Regions from separate parts of the Oryctolagus cuniculus genome. Here region 2 is linked to region 1. Evidence: chromatin contacts called from public Micro-C data. All regions are on one chromosome and are shown on one strand. The core of a region is the stretch at or near the end of the contact, and the rest is flanking DNA. Distances in the headings are between cores, read along the strand shown. Region 1 has its middle 140 kb from the start of VEGFA. Region 2 holds the start of VEGFA (vascular endothelial growth factor A).

What was found. A called contact is a pair of places that touch in the nucleus more often than the background predicts.
Region 2: a Micro-C map of ear pinna shows a contact between it and region 1, with 2.1 times the contacts expected there. The contact joins the promoter of VEGFA here to the enhancer-like site in region 1. A contact is called at or near these places in 2 of 6 Hi-C or Micro-C datasets (ear pinna and an unstated tissue).

What each region holds. Positions count from the first base shown.
Region 1 is chr5:126,176,064-126,183,410 of mOryCun1.1, forward strand. No RefSeq gene overlaps it. Among named protein-coding and RNA genes, the nearest start is that of VEGFA, 140 kb to the right of the region's middle. Within about 2 kb of position 3,533, at least 3 of the 8 cell types and tissues checked have an H3K27ac peak or open chromatin away from gene starts, as enhancers often do. A contact at or near this core is called in ear pinna, where this site is marked.
Region 2 is chr5:126,311,669-126,319,015 of mOryCun1.1, forward strand. VEGFA (vascular endothelial growth factor A) reads right to left here and starts at 3,466. Exons shown (of 7, transcript XM_070074064.1): 1 at 2,309-3,466. The coding sequence starts at 2,374.

The sequences.
Region 1 (7,347 bases), core at 2,283-4,782:
CCCGCCCACCTCCTTTGGAAGTCCCATCCAGGTCACTCAATCAAAGGCCTTTGCCAGCTACTCATCCTCTGATTGGCTTTTTGCCATCATTTTGCCTCCCCTATTTTTCCATTTACTGGCTCCTTGGTTTATAGTCTTCTGTGGCCCTCGTGACGATGGGAGTTCCCCAAGGGCAGGGTCGCAGCCCTGCCCACTGCCGCGTTCCACCACGTTCCCAGCGACTAGACCTGCCGCTGATTCCATGAATGAAGGTGAAGAACTTGAAACCGTGCCCGGTACATGGTCCATGCCCCCCATACGAGGTGACTTCAGGGAGTTCATGGCAAATGGAATTTAAAGATACGTTTATTTTAGTGCAAAGACTTTTTTTCTCACGATACGCATTTTCCATGAGATCCCTCTATGTGAATTTCAATTTTTAAAATATTTATTTCTTTATTTAAAAGGTGGAGTTGGTGGGGGTGGGGCGCTGGTTCACTCTTCAAGTGGTGGCAATAGCCAGGACTGGGCCAGGCTGAAGCCAGGAGCCAGGAGCTTTTTCCGGGTCTCCCACATGGGTTCAGGAACTGAAGCACTTGGGCCATCTTCCGCTGCTTTCCCAGGCGCGCTAGCAGGGTGCTGGATCAGAAGTGGAGCAGCCAGGACTCCAACTGGCGCCCATCAGGGACGCTGGTGTTGCAGGCAGGGGCTTAATCTGCTAAGCCACAGCGCCAGCACCTCACTTATATTTTTTTTTTAAATACAGGGAGACAGAGACAGAGATCTTCCATCCACTGATTCACTCCCCAAATGCCTGCAACAGCCAGGGGTAGGCCAGGCCGAAAACCTGAGCCCTTGAACTCAATCCGTCTCCACTATGAGTGGCAGGGACCTGAATTCTTGCGCCCCTGGGTGCCTCCCAGGGTGCACATTAGCAGGAAGTTGGAGTGCAAGCAGAGTAAGCTGGACTTGAGCCAGGCACTCTGCTATGGGATGTGTACTCCTAAGTGGCAACTTAACCACCGGGTGAACACCTCCACGGATTTCAAAATTTTTTACACCAAAAATAAGCTTCCCTTTCAATTCTACTGTCCACGAACTTTTTGAAGTGCCTTCCTATGAAGCTGTTATTTTCATTCACTTTTCCTTCTACATTGGACATGGTAAAGACCATGTATGGGGCGGGGCAGAGAAGGCAAGGTGCATCTCACTGGCTGGAGTCCCCCCGGGCAGGTGTGTCCATGTCTCTGCGTCCCGGTTCCCGCATGAGTGGGCGTGCACCTCGTGGGTGCTCTGCCGTAGCTGAAAGAGCACCCAGGCAGCTGTGGCTCTGCTGTTATTTTGCTCTCAGCTCAGAAGCAGACGGAGCCCAAGGCCAGCGGCCCGAGTGAGGTCACGATGTAGGGATGTAATGTCATCCTGACCCGGGAGCAGGGAGGTCACCTGCTCGGTGCTATGGACACAAGGACGGCAGTCCCAGCGTCAGGGGGACGTGCTGGGAGCTTCCGACAGGTGAGGAGAGAGGCCCCTGCTCCCCCCTCCCCGTCTCCCCCTTCACGTCTCCAGGGAGCCGATGAGGCTCAGGCCCTCTTGGGCTAAGCAGACTGGGCTAAGCAGACACTGTCAGCCCTGGGGAAGGGGTCTGTCCACCCTCGAGGTCAGTCCACACTGCAGGATGGCTTCTGGAACTTTCTCCCAGCCCCACGCAAAGGTGTGTCAATGTCTTCACGGAAATGCCCAAAGCTGACCGGTCTGGTCTCCCTCCTTGAGCCCCGCCCCTTCACTGTATGTATTCAGATTACACAGGGAATGAGTGAATGAATGGAAGAATGAATGGGCAAGTTTTCTAGACTTCAAGCAAAGCTTCAGGCCTGAGGCTGCTCCCACCTATTCCTTGCCGTGAGGAAAGGCGGCGGCTGAATGAGGAAACCACTTGGGAGCGCTGGCTGTGTGCAGGCCTGGCCCTGGGCCTGGGAACTCACAGACTCTGGTGGACACAGCACACAGAGATGTGCCAAGACAGGACTGGCTCAGGTGGGGACCACAGCAGGGGATCCTGGAAGACTGCTGGGAGGAGGTGACACTGGCGTGAGGTCCGAAGGGCAGAGTATAAGGTGGGTGGCTGAACACAGAGGGGAAGGGCATTGAGGGGGCAATAGGAACAGCTTGCCCAGAGACTTGGTGGTGCTAAATCACCCAGTGTGTTCTGGCAAAGGGACAAGGAGTCAGGGTCCCTCGGCTGGCACTGGCTGGCTGGCTACCACCTCTATCCCATTCGCAGAATAAAGCCACTCAATGTGTTTCCTGCAGGGCGCCGGCCTCACCTTTGTGGCTTTCCTTTTAAGAGCGCCGAGCTCATTGAACTCAAGGGCAAATCTATATCCTTGTCCTTTCCTGCAGAAATAGTGATGTTAATGGGATTATTTCTTGCGCACAGCGTAGAGCCGCTAAGAAAACATTGCGGAGTAAAGACTGTTTGCAAAGGCTGCCTGAAAGGCCAAGTTTCCACCAGGAGGAAGTGAAGGGTGTGGCTGCGTGGTGCCACCAGCGCCTCGTCTGCCTGAGCCTGCTGCGCACTTGCTCCGGGTAGCCCTTTAGTGACGCTGAGGGTCGCATTGCAGGGCTGCCTGGCCTGGCTCCCTGCTCTCCAAGGTACCAGGTGAACTGGCAGGTTGGTTAGGATGTTGGAGAAACCCATATTCATCCCACACTGAGCGACGATCCAAGGTGAACTTTTTAAAGATTGTCTGGATCGCTTCCCTCCTTGTAAATGGGGGTACTGAGGCCCAGAGGAGTGGGCTGGTCAGCCAGCTGGCTGTGACCAGGTCTTAGGGGGAAACTGAGGCCCAGAGGTGGGAAATGACTTGTCCTGGTCACATGGCCAGCTGGTGGGTTATAGCAGGGGACCTGAGGCCCAGAGAGAACAGGCTTGACCCTTCCCACAGCCTGCTGGGTCCACACCCAGTCCCCAGGAGAGCGCTCTCTCTGTCGCCTGTTCTCTGCCTTGTTTACTGAGTTTGTATCATCCTTCATGGGGCCCCCACAACCCCCTGCTCAGTCCCTTTAGATCTTATCAGCGCAGCCCCGCCCCCCCCAGGGCTCCTCACCTGGGCCATCCTCAGACTGCATCCGTGTGCACAGGTGCAGCAGGTGGGCGGGGCAGGGGACATTCCAGCAGAGAACAGACAATGGCTGGGTTAAGAGGGCCATCTTCTTTTCACACCTCCTGATTCCTCGAGTTAGTCAATCATTATCCCGTGCGACACAAAGCGCACATTGAGCAGGTGTTGTCACTGCCCCGTGGAGTCCCTGAGTGACTGGGTGGTGGCAGCTCCTGGGCTCTCTGTCGCCCTGGCTGGCACTGGGATTGGGTTACCCCGTCTAATCCCTGCCTATCCATGCACTTTCTGTGTGCCCATTGTAATTTATAATCGAGGGCATGATGCAACCTGCTAATTACGTTGCTCGATTTTTGTACACATCCCAGCTTCTCTGACTCAGGCGGCGGAGGGAGGAGGGAGCAGCGGGTGCTGCTTTGTGGCTTATCAGGGCTGGGTTATTCAGCTCACACCCGCTCCCGCCTCCCTCAGCTCTGGGCCTTTGTTAACCAGGGCTTGCATCATCTCCTGCTTTCCATTTCCCCGGAATTTTTTTTTTAACGGCCGTTTTTTTATGAACCGCTCCATCTTGTTAGCTAATGAATGATTGCGGGGCAGAGATGGGGATTACTTTGTGCCTCTATTAAATGTTACATGATTGCAATTATGAGTTAACAAGGGACAGCTAATAAAAAAAATAATCTCTTTTGCAGCCTGGGGCAGACACGAGATTCAACTGCCTGGTTCCCAGGCGGAATAATTCAGAGCCCTTGGAAAGCACAGGCTGGACACAATCCACCCAGGTCAGGCCAGGGGTCCCTGGGCTTGTGGGGAGGGGTGGTAGGCAGGAGAGCAATGGCCCTGTCTCCAAACCTCTGGAGTACCCAGGTCCCCAGAAGCAGGGCTCCGGGCTACTGCCATTGCTTCGGATTAGCCCTTCCTCTGTCCACGGTGTTGCCCCTCCCCATGCCCCAGTGCCGTGAGCTTTTAAAGACAGCAGGGGGGCTGGTGTTGTAGCATAGTGGGCTAAGCCTCCCCCTGTGGCACTGGCATCCCAAATGGGTGCCAGTTCAAGTCCTGGCCACTCCACTTCTGATCCAACTCCCTGCTAAGGCACCTGGGAAAGCAGCAGAAGATGGTACAAGTACTTGGGTCCCTGCACCCACATGGTGGGCCAACATGGCATTCCAGGCCCCTGACTTCAGCCTGGCCCAGCCCCAGCCTCTGTGCATTGTGGCCAGCTGGGGAGTGAACCAGCTGATATAAGCTCGCTCTCTATCTCCCTCTCTCTCTCTGTCTCCTCTCTCTGTAACGCTGCCTTGCAAATAAATAAATAAATCTGGCAAAATGGACACTGTGTCGGGTGTGCTCCCACCAAGCCTTGGTCGAAACAGGGACTGCTGCTGGCCCTGCGTGTCCTTAGACTGATTCAGTGATACCAGGGCGTAGGGCACAGAAACAGGATGACGCTGGCCTCCTTGTCGCCGAGGAGGCAAAGCACAGGGGGCTGGCTTGGGCTTGCTCTCTGAGCGTCTGCGGAGTGTCCCAGGGTTGAGCACGGAGCTTTTGCTGGTGGTCAGGACACAGACGGTGCTCCGAGGGGATGGGACGAGGTGAGGACGAAGTCCAAACTGTGGGTTCTACAAGCCCGCGCCCTGACGGCCCGACCTGGACCTGCTAACACGGCACACGGCTACAAAGAGGAAGGACCAGGGCTCCGTTTGCATGAGAGGGGGTGGGGTCTGCTGGGCAGAGGGACAAGGCTTCTGAGCCCCGGCGTGGGGAACATCACTGGGCCTCAGTTTCCCCATTTGAGCATGTTCTCAGTGTTCTGTCTGCACTATGGCTGAGCTGCTTACACTCATGTCTACCCACAACCCCTGCCACCTGCACCCCGGCTGTGAGCCCCTGCAGCTGGTATTTGTGGGCTGGGTTTTCAGCAGGCATCCAGCAGATGCTGAATTAAGGAGCGGCTACAGCCCAATGCTCTCCAAGCTCCGCCCCCAGCCCTCCCCCCCAGCTCCCCATGCTTGGTGCCAGTCCTGACCCCAGGTGATTCTTCCATGTCGCCAGGTGTGTGAGTCTATTTCCTGTTGCTATAACAACATACCTGAGGCTGAGGACTTTGTAAAGCAAAGGGGCTTATTTAGCTCACAGCTCTGGAAGTTCAAGGGCATGGCAGTGATACCTGCTCTGCTCTGGCAAGGGCCTCACGGCAGACGCCACAGCAAAGGCGGGAGTGTGTGCAGAAGTCTCGGGGTGCCGCAGGAAGCCAGCCAGACTCAGGGGTCAGCTTTGCTCTTCTCTATCTGTAAGGCCCGTTTCAATCCCATCGTCAGCACATAATCGCCTTCCACCAGGCCCCACCTCTTCACAGTTCCCCCAGGCCTCGCATGGCACACTGGGGACTGGGCCACAGCCAAGCCACGACATCAGGGATCCTCCCACCCATGCTGCTGGGAAGACAAGCAGGGTTCCGAGAGCCTGGGCCTGCTGGCCCCTCAGGCGGGGCGGGGCTGACCCAGAAGCTGAATATGGGCTTCCCGTGCCCTGGAGGAAGCAGCAGGCAACCGCAGGCTGGGCGACAGCAGGCGCACAGTCTGAGGACATCGCTGGAGTGCGTCTTCAAACACTGCGGCCACGCTGTGGGCACCAGGCGACCACAGCCGCCCACACCTCCGCAGCGGGGGCCAGCCCGGAGCAGAAAGCCGAGCTGGCAGGGGGAGTGGCTGAGGGGCACGCAGGAGCGACAGGGTGGGCGGGGAGAGGCGGGACTGTGCCAGTCTTACCCACAGCCTCAGCTGCTGGCAGGACCGGCTGCACAATTTGTAGGGCCCTTGTTCAAAAACTATTAAGGGTCCTCCACCAAGTGCAAGACCCTTCCACGCATGTCCTTGCAAGTGAGTTGTTTGCCTGGCTCCCAGCTCAGCCGATCTAGGCAGAACAACACCTGGGTAGCAGGTGCCACCATGCAAAAGATCTGATCCCTCTGCAGCTGGCATTGCTCCGGCTGCTCCACTTCCAATCCAGCTCCCTGCTAATGCACCTGGGAAGGGAGTGGAAGATGGTCCTGCCACCCACGTGGGACACCTGGGTGGAGTTCCTGGTTCCTGGCTTCTGCCTGGCCTGGTCCAGCCTGGGCTGTTATGGCCATTTGGAGAGTGAACTGGCAGATGGAAGATCTCTCTGTGTCACTCCACCTTTCAAATAAATAAAATATAAATCTTTTTTTTTTAAAGGCCTGGCCCCTCATTGCCTAGGGTAGGCGCACGAAACTCTCAGCTCAGGTGAGCTGGCAGAGGGGCGGGGCCTCACGGGGCGCATCTTTCTGGAGGCTGTGGGCAGAACGCAGGCCAGGCAGCCGGGAATTCCGGGTGGGGCCTGCCTGGTGAGTCGGGAACACTGTGCTGCTGTTTCGGCTCTGGGCTGGGGAGGGGGCCTGGGCCACACCATTCCTCCAGCCTGCGGGAGAGCCCAGGGTCCAGCAGGTACCCAGAACTGGGCAGGCAGTCTGGCTTCCAGAGGCAGGTACGCTACCCCACCCCTACCCCACCCCCCAGAGGAGCGGGGAGCCTGCTAGGAGGCCGGTCTCCCCGGGGCTGAGTCTAGGCAGTGGGGATGGTTGGGTTCGCTGGTTCCTGGCCCTCTGCTCTGTGTGCAGTAGCCCCTAAGGGCTGGGCTGAGCCCCGATGCAGGTCTTCCACTACGCACAAGGCCCTACAGGGAGGGTACTCGGGAAATACCGGCAGAGTGAACCCATAAGACACGGACAGAACCTCCAGTTCTGCCTCACCCGTCCTGCGGTGGGCGCCAAGCTGGAGGCCAAGAGGAAGAGAGGAAGTAGGCTCTTGGTGAGCAAGGGGCCAGGACGCACACCGAGTAAGGTGTCAGTGCGCAGGTGCAGCCGGGCGCCGACTCGCGGGTAGAGTGAGCGCATGCGTGAGGGTGCTGCAGCAAGTTCGCAGAAATGAAATTAAAAGCTCATTAAGAGTTTGCAATGCATGCCTAAGGTTTCATGACCTTTTTGAAGACCCCTCCTATACGGGAGCCTGTGCTCACAGGAGTGTGTTGGTGGGGACACGGATGAGAGGTACGCACCCACGTGAGAGGCACCTGCTCCCGCTTGGTGCACGCCAGGTCCCCGCACGCACAGGGCCACAGGAGTGTGCTCCAGACACCCAGCAGCCCTCTGCTTCCTGGCCTCCATCTCCCAGCTGATCACCTGCCTCCCCAGGAGCCGGATCCCTGCAGGCAGCTGGCTCAGGGGATG
Region 2 (7,347 bases), core at 2,216-4,715, 140 kb after region 1:
GACAGCCCCGTCGTCCCCTGTACAAGTCTCCCTGAACATACTCCCCAAGCCACACCGGCCCCTGCTCCCACCTTATGCCTTGGTTTCTCCTCCTCCCTGAGTTGGGGGGGGGGGTCCCAAGGTCCCGGGCACCTAGGGCACCTTCCTCAAATGCAACCCAGGGAAGCTTTTTCTGCCTTAGCACTGCCCAGCCCCTAGGGGGCCCCCTGTGGCGCGGCCCCCACCCCTCCCCACCCCCACCAGGTCATTCCTCCCCTCCCCAGAAGCTGTGAAGGTCATCAAGCACAGCCATGTGGCCCTGACAGCACCCAGTAGGCAGAGACTTCCCCGGGCCCTTCCTGAGGGTCCCGAGTTCTCACCACCTCCCCACACCCACCTGCTCCTCTCGGGGAGCAGTTCCCAGCTGCACAGCCACTGGCCGGGCATGGCAGCCAGCTTCGGAACTCCAGACCCCACTAGAAAGGAGTCCTTCCTACTGCCTGCCTCTCACCCATTCCCAGGCACCCCACTGAGGTCCCCCAGCCTCACCCCCAGTGAGAGCGGTCCCAGCTGGATACCCTCCCACCACAGCCTCCTGGGCTTCCCCCCTCCCTGCCAGCTCTGCACTGGGGCTTCCCCTGCCAACCTGCCCCCTGTGTCCTCCACCCCACCAGGGCCCCACCAGGCAAGGGGACGGAAACTTCCTGCTCCCTCCAAGGCCAGGGGGCACTGGAGGGGCAGCTCTAGGCAGGGAGGGGCCAGGTGCCCTTCTCTGGGGGCCTCTGAAGGTCACTCTGCGGCCAGGCTGCCACTCGGCCCCTCCTCCACACTGGGAGGCCTGGAGCCAAGGTCTTTGTGCCAGGGTCTGAGGAACTCTGGGTGGTGGCAGGGACCCCTGCCCATTTCCTTCCTTCCGCCTCCTCTCCAAGGGGACTCTGCGGCTGAGGGGAGGTCTAAGAGAGGAGCAGAAAGGGACCCCGTGGGTAGCCTTGGGAGGCGAGTCGGGTGGGCAAGTCTGGAGTTCCAAAAAACCACCTGCTCCAACACCCTGTTTGGCCCGGACGTTTGCAGCCTGAGTGCAGGGCTGGCAGGAGAGCTTGCTCCCAAGGGTTCTGGAAGGGCTGCTCCTATGCCGCCCATGTCATTTTTTTTCCAAAAAGGGTAAAGTGGGGTGAAGCCACTCTCCAAGATCTCCCCCACAGAAGCTAAAGCATGGCTCATTCGGAACCTCCGGGGAAGCGAGAGGCACACTGTCACCAAGTGGGCAGCTCCTTAGTGCGGACAAAGCACCCGGATGGCTCCCGCACCCCGACTTGTGGCCGTGACCGTCCCTTCCCTGGACTCTGGAGCCTCGGATGGGTCTTCCCAGCAGGGAGGAGTACCAGAGCAAGGGGTGGCAGAGACTTCTCCACCGAGGGAGGAAACTGGAAAAGGGGGAGGGGGCGTCCTAGAACACGGCCCGGGTAGGGGCTGGAGACGGCGGGAAGGGGTGGGGATGGCCCTCCGGGTCCCCGGGCTGTGGCTACCTCGAGAGGTCACCTTCCCCCGGCCGGCCGGCGCGGGGGAGGGGCGCCGCTCGCCGTCCGGGGCTCCCGGCTCGGGCAGCCGCGGCTCCGGGAACACGAGGCCGGCCAGGCCCGGGCTGATGTAATCGGCTCCGCGCCGCGCGCGCCCGGCCGGGCGGGGGAGGGCGGGCGGGCACCGAGCGGGACGCGAGCGGGGACGGGCGGGGGTGGCGCGGCGCAGGTGGCCGGCAGGGAGGGGGGTCCCCACAACAATCCACCCGAAAACTTTTCCCCAACTCGCGGCGAGGGCCGAAGAGACCGAGTGGCACTGACAGCAGCGCGCCCGCTCCCTCGCCTGCGCCCTGCCCCCTCCACGCTCTCTGCCCTCCCGGGTCCAAGGTCCGAGCACCCCCCACCCTGCCCACTGGGCCCTGGCTCCCGCCCCCGCTGCCCGGACTTCCAGTTCGCTGGGGACCAGCAGCCGGGAGCAAACTTCAGCCGCCAGCGGCAGCGCAAGCCCAGCCCCCTCGGCCTCCTCCTCCGACTCCCGCCCTCGGCTAGTCGGCCCAGATCGTACGTGCGGCGACTCCGGTGGGTGGGCAGGGCCCGCGTGGGCGGTGAGCCTACCCCCGGTGCCCTCCCACCTAGCGCGCGCCCCCTCCCCCTCCACGTACGACGGCAGAGGGGGATGCCGCGCGCCGGTGCCCACGGACCCGAGTGGGGGCACCGAGTCCCCCACGCGCGCGCTCGCACGCACGCACGTTCCCCCAGCCGGGAGAGGCGCTCGCAGCGGCCCGCGGCGCCAGGCGGGCACGGCCGCTTACCTTGGCATGGTGGAGGTAGAGCAGCAAGGCAAGGCTCCAATGCACCCAAGAAAGCAGAAAGTTCATGGTTTCGGAGGCCCGGCCGGGGCCGGCGCGGCTCGCGCTCCCTCTCCTGCTCGGGCTGCGGGACGGCCCGCTCTCCTCGGCGCCTCCGCGAGCTCCTCTTGCTCCCGGAGCCGAGGCCCGGGCCAGGGCCTGGGGCGCGCGCGCGGCTGGAGCACTGTCTGCGCACACGGCCGCCTCACCCGTCCATGAGCCCGGCTCCCCGGCGCCGAGTCGCCACCGCGGCCCCCTCTCCTCTTCCTTCTCTCCTTCCTCCTCCCCCTCCTCCTCCGGCGGCGGCGGTGGCGGCTCCTCCCGGCCCGAGCTAACACTTCTCGCGGCTCCGCTCGGCTCGGCTCCCCCGGCGCGGACCACGACTCCTCCGGAGCGAGAACAGCCCAGAAGTTGGACGAAAAGTTTCAGTGCAATGCCGCGAGCCCCGACCCCCTCCACCCCGCCTTCGGGCGCGGGCTCCGGCTGCTGCCCGCCGCTCGCCGCCGCGTCCACCGTGGGCCGCCGGCCGGGGAGGAGGTGGGCGCTGGGGCTGGGGGCGGTGTCTGTCTGTCTGTCCGTCAGCGCGGCTGCTCCTGCGCGGGGTCCCGAGGGGGGAGAGCTTGCGCCGCGCTCCGGCGGTCACCCCCCTGAAAGCAGGTCACTCACTTTGCCCCGGTCCCTCTCGCTGCTCGCCCGCCTGCGCGCGCTCTCCAACCCCGTCTGTCTTCCTCGACTTCTCTCCGGAGCTCTTGCCACCTCGCTCCTCCTCTGCGCGTTTCCAAAATCCGAAGTGACTGGGGGGAGTTAAAGAGCAGTCTCCCCGAACCGTCTGCCCGTCTTCAGTGGGCAACGGGAAGCAAAAATCAATTACAACGGGGAAACAATTCAGTCTTTTTTTTTTTTTTTAAGGTTTCAGAAGAAACGAGGAGGGGTAAACCCCAGCTAAATGAGTATGGAAATCCAGCGCGGGGGCCCTGGCCGGTGCGTCCGCGGGACCGTGTGCCTCGCCGCTGCGCCTCCCGACCGAGCGCCGCTGCCGCCGGCTCCGCTCCCCCTGCGCCGCGGCCTCCTCGCAGCCCGGCTGCCCCAAGCCTCTGCGCTCCTCACCGCTCCCAGGCGACTGAAAAATAGGCCCAACCCCGCCCCGAGCCCGCCCCGGGGGGCGGGGACAGGGGCGGGAGGCGGGCGCAAGCCGAATCCGTGCAGGCACCGCCTTCCCCGGGGGCACCCAGCTCAGCTTGGACCCCCTAGCCCACCGCGGCGAAGGGAACGCTCGACGCCCCCTCAACCACCACCACCAAGGCTAGCAGCCTGAGAACTGCCGCGCGCCCCCCTGAAACTCTGCCTAGAGACACGCACGCTCGCGGGGTGTCCAGGGGGCGGGAGCAGGAAACTAAGGTTATGTGCGGACAGGGCTGCGAGCTGGTGCCTCTTTGCCGGGAATATTGGGGAGGGCGGGGGACGGGCGGGGAGCCCGTCAGGGACGGGTGGGGAAGGGGCCCAGAGCTGTTGGAACCCTGGAGTGACCCCCGGCCTCCTCCCCACGCAGCACCCTCGCCCCCTACACACGCGCTCACACAAACACACACGTTGACACACGCGTTCTCACTCACGCAGACGCGACTTTCCCAAGTTCACGAGCTCCCGGCGGTGGCCGAGCGCCCCCTAGTGACCACTGCCTGCACAGCCCTGTTCTGGCTCGAGAGCGAATGGGCCTTGGGAAGGGGAGGGTGGCTGACGCCCGCAACCCCCATTTCTGACTTCCCGAGCAGTTGCGTCTTCGGAACTGGAAAGGCCTCGTGGGCAGAGGGCTCTGCACGGCGCACAGAGGGGACAGTGTCCCCATCTGGAGCCCTTATCTGGCAGCTGGCAGGCTAGGGTGCCTGGGGTCCTTTGGGAAGTGTCCAGGGAGGCTCCCCCGGGAGAAGAATTTGGCACTAAGTTTGTGGAGCTGAGGCAGGGAAGCGTGGGGTTCCGCGGTTAGTCACTGACCCAGAGGGAAGAGGACCTGTCGGAGCCCACGTATGCACTGGAGAGTCTGGCAGAGCCCAAAGGGAGAGGCAGCTGGGCAGACAGAAGCCCTTGTTCCTGCTGCACCCCCCCCCCCAGATGTTGCCAGGGAACTGAGGCCAGGGGGCTGGTGGGGGCGGATGGAGGCCAGGACTTGAGTGATGACTCAAAGCTCCCCTGCCGCACTAAGGACCGGTTGTAGGCCAGCTGCCCTGGGCTCCCACCAGGCTGGGGGCCAAGGCTTCCATCAGCCCGGGCCCCAGCTCACGCTCATCTTCTGAGCAAAAACGGGGGGCTCTCCCCAGCCACCCAGACCCTCTGGCTGCCTTGGCTGCTTCTGCAGGCTCGAAGCCTCACCGGTCTCTGCCCCATCCCGGGCCATCACTCAAAGCCCCCTTCTCCTGCAACTCCCCTGTCTTATATCTTCCCTCCATGCTCCCCAAATCCCCCCACCCCACCCTTGCATATAGGACCCAGCCTGGAAAAAGTCCTGGTTGGGCTTTGGCCCAGCCCTTCTCAGGCACCCCCGGGGAGCAGAGGACTGGGGGCTGTGCTACCTGTGGGAAGAGAGGGACCAGTCTCCTTACCTGCCCAGCAGGCCCTGACCAGGGCTGGCCCAGGGCCGATGGAGCCTCTGCCGAGGCCAGGACTGGAGATGGGAGTGGGGATGAGAATGCAGCAGTTTTGCCCCCGGTTTGCCCAAAACGACCCAAGGAGGTGACTCAGCCAGCCCCCTCCCTCTGCACGCAGCACTGTGGTTTGGTGGGGGGTGCTAGATTACCTCCTTAGTGCCCCAATTCCACCAGAGGGGTGTCCCCCAGTGGGCCAGCTGGCGGCCACCACAGCCCACCTTTCCATCACTCGTGCTCCGGCATGTCTCCACCACTTGGCCGGCCCCCAGCAGCAGGGACAAGGCCTTGCACAGTTAGTCAATGTTTATTTGCTGGCTCCCGCCCCCTTCCAGGCAGGCCGCCTCACCTGGGCTCCCTGCTGCAGACTGCTGAGTGGGATGTGGAAGGGAGGCCATTCTGCTTCCCCCTAGTCTGCCCCCAGCACCCAGGAGCACAGGCTGGGAGGCCCTGGGCCCGGAGCCCCTCCTCTGGCCCTCTCCCATCTCCACTGTCTTCAGCCCCAGAGGGGCAGCAGAGATCTCCCTGGTCAGGGAGAGGCTGGCGGCGTGGGGTCCCCTGGACAGGGAGCCATCAACTGTCCCTTCATAGCTCCAGGTCCCCCTCCAGCCTAGGGCCTGCCACCTTCCTCCCCTCACCCCCAGCAATGTTACAACAGCTTCTCTGAGCTTCCCCTGTGGGCTCTGCCCAGTGGCAGACGTCCCTTTGTAAAAGACTGGGATTGCAACCTAGCCTGGGGGTACTGAGCCAGCTGCATTAGGGTGGGGACAGCCCCCTGGGTCTACTATTCATTTAGGTTGGTGACACAGAAGAGACGTCTACTCTGGATCCTAGCCCCAGGATGGTGTCACCAACTCCCAGGGATGCCCTCCAACCATCTGGATCTTCGGAAAAGGCAAAAAGAAACAAATCAGCCACGATGAGACCACACCATCTCCGTGGCACCTTCTCTTCTCCCCGGGCTGGTCCCCTTGCACTAATTCAGTTCCACTTGTCCTGCCTCCCCAGGCTGCTGCAGGAAAGGGGTCAGGGCCCAAGGTCACCGGGCCAGCTGGGGGACTGGAGCAGGGCACAGCCCCGACACAGATCACGCGGGGTCCCTGTGCGAGGCTCCCCGGAGCCCCAGCCTCAGGACCAGGGCGGCCATGGCCCATGGCTCTGCAGCCAGTCAGCAGAGAGCCAAGGAGGAAGGGGACGGTGATCGGGGAGGGGGAGGGGGAGGGGAGACAGGGACAGGGAGGGGGCGGAGGAGAGTGTGAAAGGCAGCCAGGAGCCAGCAGCGGCCCCAGACAAAGGAAGTAGTGATCAGGCCCAAGGCACAATGGTTGTACTTTGTCCTGGCGTCCTGTCACCTCCATAGCTCAGGGAAGCTCCCGCTCGGCACCTGGAAGCCCATGGACGAAGGCGCAGAGCAAGGGCCAGGGGAGGCTCGTGGGCCTGGCTGCTGTCTCCTCGTTGCTCCAGGTGGATTCTCTGTGATGGGAGGAGACCTTCCCCTTCACTGTCTGCCCTGCCCCAGGGGCCTGGCTGGGCACTGACCTAGAGTTGGGTTGGTTCCCCCCTCCCCCACCCATACCTTGTGTCTGGCTGGGGATCCAGCGCTGTCTCTCTCCTGACTGTTCCTAGGTGTTTTCCTAGCATAGGAGTTTGCAACAAGCACTAGAAAGGCAGAGCAAGGGTGGGCCTTGTGGCACCATCCCATACTGGAGTGCCTGGTTCGAGTCCTGGCTATTCCACACTTCTGATCCAGCTTCCGGCTAATGAGCCTAGCAGGCAGTAGATGGTGGCCCAAGTACTTGGGGCCCTGCCACCCATGTGAGACCTGGATGGGGTTACTGGCTTCTGGCTTCTGGCTTCTCCCTGGCCCAGCCCTGGCTGTTGTGGGCATTTGGTGAGTAAACCAGCAGTTAGATGAAAGATCTCTCTCTCTCTCTCCCACTCTCTCTCTGTCACTCTGCCTTTCAAATAAAATAAATAAAAGAGAGAGGGAGAGAGCTCAAGGAACAAAGATCTCTTTCTGTAGTACCAGTCTGCTAGCCCATGTAGACCTGGAGGTTTGACTTGGAGTGACAAGAGGTACTGATGGATACAAAGACAGGAAGACCGGATGTTACCTCCCCCAGAAGACCCAGTGAGGGGAAGGGGGGGGGGGAGGCTGGAGCAGGGGCACAATGCAGGGTCTCTATCAGGATGGTGGGCACCCCCAGACCCCGTCAGCCAAGTCTCTGCCTCTCCACGGCCTCAGGGTTAACGCCCTAATACCAGGCCACCCCAGTGGATTGCTCCTCCCCAACAGCTGGGGGAATGCTCACTTCCTGCCACCAAAATCTTGGCCACTGCTCAATGGCGGCCCCCTAGCACGCC